Regions from separate parts of the Podarcis muralis genome. Here region 1 is linked to region 2. A link is a contact called in public Hi-C data. All regions are on one chromosome and are shown on one strand. The core of a region is the stretch at or near the end of the contact, and the rest is flanking DNA. Distances in the headings are between cores, read along the strand shown.

Region 1 (3,577 bases), core at 643-3,142, 150 kb after region 2:
ATTCTCTCTCTCTCTCTCTCTCTCTCTCTCTGTCTCTGTGTTATTTTAAGTCATTTTACCTTTAAAAAAATATAAATGATAAACAATATCATATTGTACAGAAACCAGTCTTCCCAAACAGGGTGCTCTCCAGATATTGTAGAGTGCAACTCCATCATCAGCAAATACTTCCAGGCAAATGTGTTATGTATTTTGAAGTCTATATGACTAATGTAGGAAGAACCTTGTTTGTTTTTAAGGTAGCGGGCAGTAGCAGCTCTGAGACTCTTTAAGTGACTGAATGACTCAGTGAAAACTACAAACAATGTTGCCGCTGCTTTACTAAACAAGATGGGAGAGGACATCCAGCCACCACAATAATTTCAGCCAGTTTCCCTGTTTTCATCTGTTTCAACCAACCTACCCAACCTTTATAAAAGATTAGAACCCTTTTAAGGTGTTAGCAATCACATAAGCAGGACAAGCAGGAATGAGGGTCCTGGCTAAACTGCTCCCTTCTGTTGCCTTCCAAATTATGGAATGAAGTGGAGAGGCTTTTTTCGTCCACAAAGGTTCCTCCCTGCATATCTCAGAACCCTAATTATGCAGGGTTCTAAAATGCATGGGGGGGCCTCCACGGATGCAAAAATTTGAAGCTTCATCAAACTTACACAGTTCCATTTACAGTCCATTGTGCTACTTCATATTCAGAGCCTGGTATTTCCCAATCATAGTAACAAGACCAGGACATCCTAGAAACTTGCTTGCAAAGGAATCGTAGCCGCTTTCACTCATCATCATATCGTAAACATCAGAAGCAAAAACCGCAAGGTTCTGTCTCAATATTAACTTTCTTTAATGAATCTGTGCATGTTGATTTCAGCACTCTGTACATTTGATTGTTTTGTTTATGTTATGTTTCAGCTGCTCTGAAGCCAAAAGGCAGGGCAGAAATAATTGCATAAATAAACAAATGATATGTATATATTTATTCATTCTTGCCTCTTGGTAGTGTTGTGGGCTCCCTACTTTTCCTAACAATTATTATGAACATTTATAAACTAGCATTTATAAACCTTTAGGGTGACAGAGGCTGATTCTGTCCCATACGCCCAGGTCAGTGGACTCATCTATTTGTCATGGATAATTTTGAAGATTGTAGTATCCCAAAAATTCTAATTAGCTGCAGTCACATTCCTGGTGACCATAGATGCCTTACTGCAAAACGCACAGGTTTGTTCAAAATACTGTAAATTGAATTTCAGCCCTATTATCTTACTGATCCTGCTAGGGTCTTTGCCATTTAGCATTTTCATTTTATATTTGAACTGGCTTTATTATATCAGAATGTGTATCCCAACATTTTGAATTAACGAAAGTACTAATTCCTCTCTGGGTTTTTTAATGTTTTTTTAAAACTAATTTCCACAATTAAACATTATCATCACATACATATAATAGAATAAACCACACACACAAAAGAAAAGAAAGGGGGGAAAGCATTTTCACGCTATATTAAATGCACATTTTGGGATTACTCAGATCCCTCGACTTCCCTTTAAATTTGGAGCTAATTAAAGATAATGAAATTATTGACATGTATAAATTAAGATAATATAAAAGGACCAGGGGAGAGAATGGAGGGAAGTACTAATTCCTCTCTGAATAAACTGTCTTGCATATCTAACAGTTGTATAGTCACTCTCAAGAAAACAGTAAAACGGGTATCTTCATATATTACTTATTCATTAACATACATCCCTCTCATAGCGAGAAATTTTCCTAGTTACATCGCTTGTGAGCACAGCTGCTTGACTCCCCGCAGGACAAGGGATGAAAGGGTTAACATCTCGTTTTAAATTATTGACGCGCTGTGTGACGTATTTTCAGACAGCAAAGCCTTCTGGGACTTGTAGTCTGTAGCCTTTTCCTGTGTTGAATGGCTGATTGTAAGGTAGTGTGGCTTTTAAATCACAAAATGAGTGGCGTTGCTAGGATTGTTTGTAATAGTTTTTCTTTTAAATGTTAACTTTAATAACTCATGGAAGCTGATGGCGTTGTGGGCCTTGTTTTCAATATTTTGACCTTCTTAAAAGAATCATGATCGTCAAATAATGGCTATTACGTTTACAGTCGTTCTGCACCTTTGAGCAGCGATGCCTTTAATTCTCTGAACCTTTACTTGCAAGTAAGCTCCGGTGAAATCTGAGACACGTTACTTCGGCGAGCATGCATGGGATCAGATTGCACAATGCACATTAAAAGCTGGGTGGCTGAAATTCTCTCTCTCTCCCCCCCCCCCCCCCGCTTGCATAATTTGCACAGGCGTGAGAGTTCCGGGACAGGACATTGTAGCTTCCTTGCTCCTCGGTTGGTCTGCTGCTACAACGCTGCCATGATTCAGTGTGTCATCCTAACTCAGACTTACGGTTTATCTTCTCCAGATAAGCCATAACCTTAGTTACAGCTTGTAATTTGTCTGAGTAGAGCAAAGCACCCACAATCTCTTCTATGGGAGTCCATGTGTTCATGCTAAGCCTTGGTTTGGTCTGCAGACTAGCTCTGTATTAGATGCAAAAGCCCAATTTAAAATGTAGCTATGCTTATCTATAACGCAGGCGAGGAAGTGCGTCTTTTTGCACTCAGAATTTACAGAGCTAGGGAGCAGAAAGCTTCACTTCTGCCTTTGGTATCCTATGCTGCTCTGATGCTATTGAAAAAGTTTCTATCTGCATAAGGGCATTTAGTTGGCTAGTTGTGAACATGACCAGTTAATTGGTTTCCCAATCTATTTAAGTATTGTATGCTTATGTATTTTATTTATTTAAAATATTTTCATACTGTCTCTCATTAAAAAAACACAAGGGAATTTCATAGTAATACATAATAATATTATTTCATAATAATACATTTCATTAAAATTACAGTAACATAACTGCTGGTGCACGTCTTCTAGCAGAGGGAAAGTGATTCCACAGGTGCAATGCCACAAGCAAGGCGGCTCTATCACTGGTTATTGTAAAGGTATACTTGAGCAGACATGAGGACCTCACTGGCACATCTCTATGCCACGTTAGCAATTTGCAACTTTAGCGTTGGTGTCAATGTGAAGAGAACAGTTGCAATATGCTTCAGATAAACAGACATATAGTAGTGGTGGAAAACCTTTGGTCCATGAGGCTATTTTCCCCAAACCGCTCTGATCTACCCCACTCCTGACATCAGGTGGGAGGCAGGTAAAGTCAGGGCCTTCCTTTTGATGTGTGTCATAATGACATCAGGCGATTGACAGGTAGGCTTGTGGAAATAAGGATCTGGCCTGCCCTGTTGACAATCGCTGGTGTGCGCACAAACAAACAAATTTGACACTAATGAAGCTGTGCTGATGTGAACAGCTAGGAGAGAAAGAACTCTGAGATGGCACTGGGAGAAACAACCAACTTCATTGTTCCCCAAGGTGATAATATGAACACACCCTAAATCGGCCTTTCTCAACCTTCTGTCCCCAGCTGTTGTTGGACTACAACTCCCATCATCCCTAACTATCAAGACCAGCGGTCAGGGGTGATGGGAATTGTAGTCCAACAACAGCTGGGGA
Region 2 (3,522 bases), core at 408-2,907:
AAATTGTTTAAATTGTTATTAAGGAAATTATTATTTTTCTCCTTCCAATAAAGAACTGTACAGCAGAAAAGTTGTCCAAATATAAACAGTTAACTTATTAAACTTCACAATAATTTCATAATTATCTGTTTGGGTATTTCTAATAGTACAGTATAACCAAATCAGTAATTTTTGATGTAACTGTAAAAACTACTCTGAAAATTTATTATTCCAAAATGAAACCTTCATTTGGTTGTAAATATTAAGATTATACCAGCAAGAATGTCTTTCTGTAAAAAAATGATTTAAATCAAGGCTTACTGACTAGTGATTTAAATTGATTTGATTTAAATCAAATCCACCCTTCTCCTTCCCAAGCATTTCTTGTGTTGCTTTCATCTTTTGGTAGGCAAGAACCCGCACAGGTCTCCCATCAGAACCCTACGCTTGTCTACCATGAATTACAGAGGAGAGGTCAGGGCTGGAGCAAGATCCAAGGAGGAAAACCAAACAGGGCCAATGGGCCACAGGTCAGTATGGCAGCACATCTCTTTTATGGAGATGGTCCCAGCATCTCCAGTTGGGCTGGGAGAGACCCCTACCCAAAACCCTGGTCAAAGCCAGTCCAGAAGTCTTGAAAGTCCTACACTGGCTTCCAGTACATTTCCGAGCACAATTCAAAGCGTTGGCCTTTAAAGCCCTAAACGGCCTCAGCCCAGTATACCTGAAGGAGCGTCTCCACCTCCATCGTTCTGCCCGGACACTGAGGTCCAGCTCCGAGGGCCTTCTGGCGGTCCCCTCCCTGCGAGAAGTGAGGTTACAGGGAACCAGGCAGAGGGCCTTCTCAGCAGTGGCTCCCGCCCCGTGGAACACTCTCCCACCAGATGTCAAGGAAATAAACAACTATCTGACATTTAGAAGACATCTGAAGGCAGCCCTGTTTAGGGAAGTTTTTTAATGACTTATGTTTTAATGTATTTTTAATCTCTTGTTGGAAGCCGCCCAGAGTGGCTGCGGAAACCCAGCCAGATGAGCGGGGTATAAGTAATAAATTAGTAGTAGTAGTAGTACTGCTCTAGATCAAGCACCTCCAAACTTGGCCCTCCAGATGTTTTGGGACTACAATTCCCATCATCCCTGACCACTGGTCCTGTTAGCTAGGGATGATGGGAGTTGTAGTCCCAAAACATCTGGAGGGCCAAGTTTGGGGGTGCATGCTCTAGATAGGCCAATAGTCAGGCCCCTTCCTGGGTTCCACTGGCAGGAGGACTTAGCAGAGGAGCCTGGCTTGCTGAGCTTCCTTCCTTATCTCTGGCATCAAGGGAAGCCCAGGCTGCAGACCAGGCACTCACACAGCAGCCCCGGAAACCCTCCAAGTCCTCTTGGGGCCACTTGGGTTTAAGACTTTCCCCTCTCCCCCTCTTCCTTCTCCTCCCAAAGCCTCCAGGCTTCAGTCTCGGAAGCCAAGTGAGGCGTCCTCAGGTAAGAGACCTGCCCCCAGCAGAACCCCCTCTTCCTTCCCAAGGCTTCGCTGCTCACCTTCTGAGCCAACCCTGCAGCAGCAGCAGCCATCTTCTCCTCCTGTAGGTCAAGCCGGGCCCTTCCCCGTCCTCGAGACAAGAGAAGCGCAGGCGCAAGGTCTCGGCTCCGGGCACGCAGGCGCAAGGCTTTCTGGGAATCGTAGTTTCTGTAGAACTAGTCGCCCGAGTGGGCGGGGCGGAAAGAGGCAAGGCGGAAGACCATAAGTTTGCGTGGAGGGCGGCACGTGCGAGTTTGGGATTGGAGAAGGAACATGATTCTTTTTCTTGGGATCGCAAGGTTCCGGGGGATACAGCTTCGTGTTCCGAGTAGTGTATCCTGCTTTGCAAAGCGCCGAGAGAAGAAAGTGTGCTTAAAGGAAGCAAGGCAAAAGTTTTGTGGTTTTTTTAATGCATAAACGTAATTTACACCTTAGGGAAGTTTTTAATGACTGATGTTTTAATGTATTTTTATTCTTTTCTTGGAAGCCGCCCAGAGTGGCTGGGGAAACCCAGCCAGATGGGCGGGGTATAAATTATTATTATTATTATTATTATTATTATTAGCTACCCTGAATTTATTACGTGCCTTTTTCGAAGCGGAGTTTAATGCCTATTACGCATGAAGGCATACACGTTGCGGTCGTACTTAATATTAGCACGCTCGTTTCTCAAACGTTCTGTAAGTTTTCATTTTGTTTATCAGGTGACTGGTAAGATCCTCTCTGTGTTGCCAACCTGGTTTCTTTTAACCATTATTTTTCTCACTAGTGTGACTCCTGTTTTCAGCAAATAATAGCTTTTTGCTTGCCAAAACTGCCAGGCTCCTTTTTTCATCTAAGTTATGGCACCTGCTTTCCAGTCCTAAAGCCTAAATCATCCTGGACCTGAGTGAAAGCATGTTCCAGAGTGTTATATCGCTTGCCAGAGTAACATCTTGTCTACACATGCATCAGAATCAAATGGCAATGCGGTGGCAAAATATTCAGGTGGCAGAGTGGATGGCATAATGAACTCAAAGCCAAGATGGTGTGTAAGTGATGCCAGTTTCACAAAATGCTTAAATTTGGTTTAATCCTTTTTGAAGTGCCTTTCCCTTTCCTGGATCAATACCTATAGTTCAAACCACTTTTTTAGTACTGTTTTCTGTAAACTTCATGATCTCTCTCTCTCACACACACAACCAATTTGCTTTGTTAAGAATGTCGTATTGTGGTGTCAGTAATTCCTAAATTTGAATTCCTAAACCTATACAATTCCTTCTCCGTAGTGAATAATATTATGATTATACAAGCAGTTACCTACTGAAAGCTATAGTGAGTGGAGGGGTTGTAGTAGGGGTTGGGAAATGATTCTCTATTCCTTTGTGTGACCATCCCTTGCTCCACTCCCTCATGCATGAGTTTCTTAACCCAACACCTGCTGCCCCCATAGCTACCAGCCCATTTAACCTGATAAAGCAGAGCATCCCTGCAAGGCTCAGGCCTTCCAAACAGAACTTCAGCCAGGTCTTTGGGGATGGCTGCCTATTTCACACACATCCCACCTCCCCATCCAAAGACATCCAATCTAGTCTTTGTTAGAAAATACTTTGCTTTTGTTGTTTGAATGATCAGTTATGCTTTTGTTCCTAGATTTTAATGTAGCTTTGTTGTTTCATTGTAAGGCATCATGGAGTCTTGTTGATTAAATGACCAGGTGAAAAATAAGTGACTAGCAGCTTCAGCATTTAGCAAGCACTGATGTTCTGTTGGGAAGGCTTTTCTTAAGAAGGAAAGCCAAGTGCTTTAGGTACAGCTGAATAGTATGTGATGGATTTTGTGGGTGGAGGGTGCAAGAGTCTATGACAATGCGAGTAATTATCCTTCCATCCCATCCTAATGTAACCAGCATCCCTCTTCATCCCCAGCTAGCAATATATACTTAAACATTGTGTTCCATATACATGTGTATCAGACATGTATTTGTTATGAAACAACTTAGGAGTGGCAGAGGTGGGCTTTTTTTGCCTTAATTCTGGTCTGAG

Evidence for each region. Hi-C and Micro-C count contacts between places; a contact is called where the count stands out from the background.
Region 1: a contact with region 2 is called in a Hi-C map of tail, with 4 times the contacts expected there. The contact joins the promoter of SMIM11 here to the promoter of ATP5PO in region 2. A contact is called at or near these places in 2 of 3 Hi-C or Micro-C datasets (blood and tail).

The regions. Positions count from the first base shown.
Region 1 is chr4:53,720,144-53,723,720 of rPodMur119.hap1.1, forward strand. SMIM11 (small integral membrane protein 11) reads left to right here and starts at 1,893. Exons shown (of 6, transcript XR_003706423.2): 1 at 1,893-1,933. KCNE2 (potassium voltage-gated channel subfamily E regulatory subunit 2) reads left to right here. Exons shown (of 2, transcript XM_077927319.1): 2 at 1-970.
Region 2 is chr4:53,575,338-53,578,859 of rPodMur119.hap1.1, forward strand. ATP5PO (ATP synthase peripheral stalk subunit OSCP) reads right to left here and starts at 1,658. Exons shown (of 7, transcript XM_028727108.2): 1 at 1,519-1,658. The coding sequence starts at 1,551. LOC144327509 (a long non-coding RNA gene) reads left to right here and starts at 1,615. Exons shown (of 2, transcript XR_013392584.1): 1 at 1,615-2,529.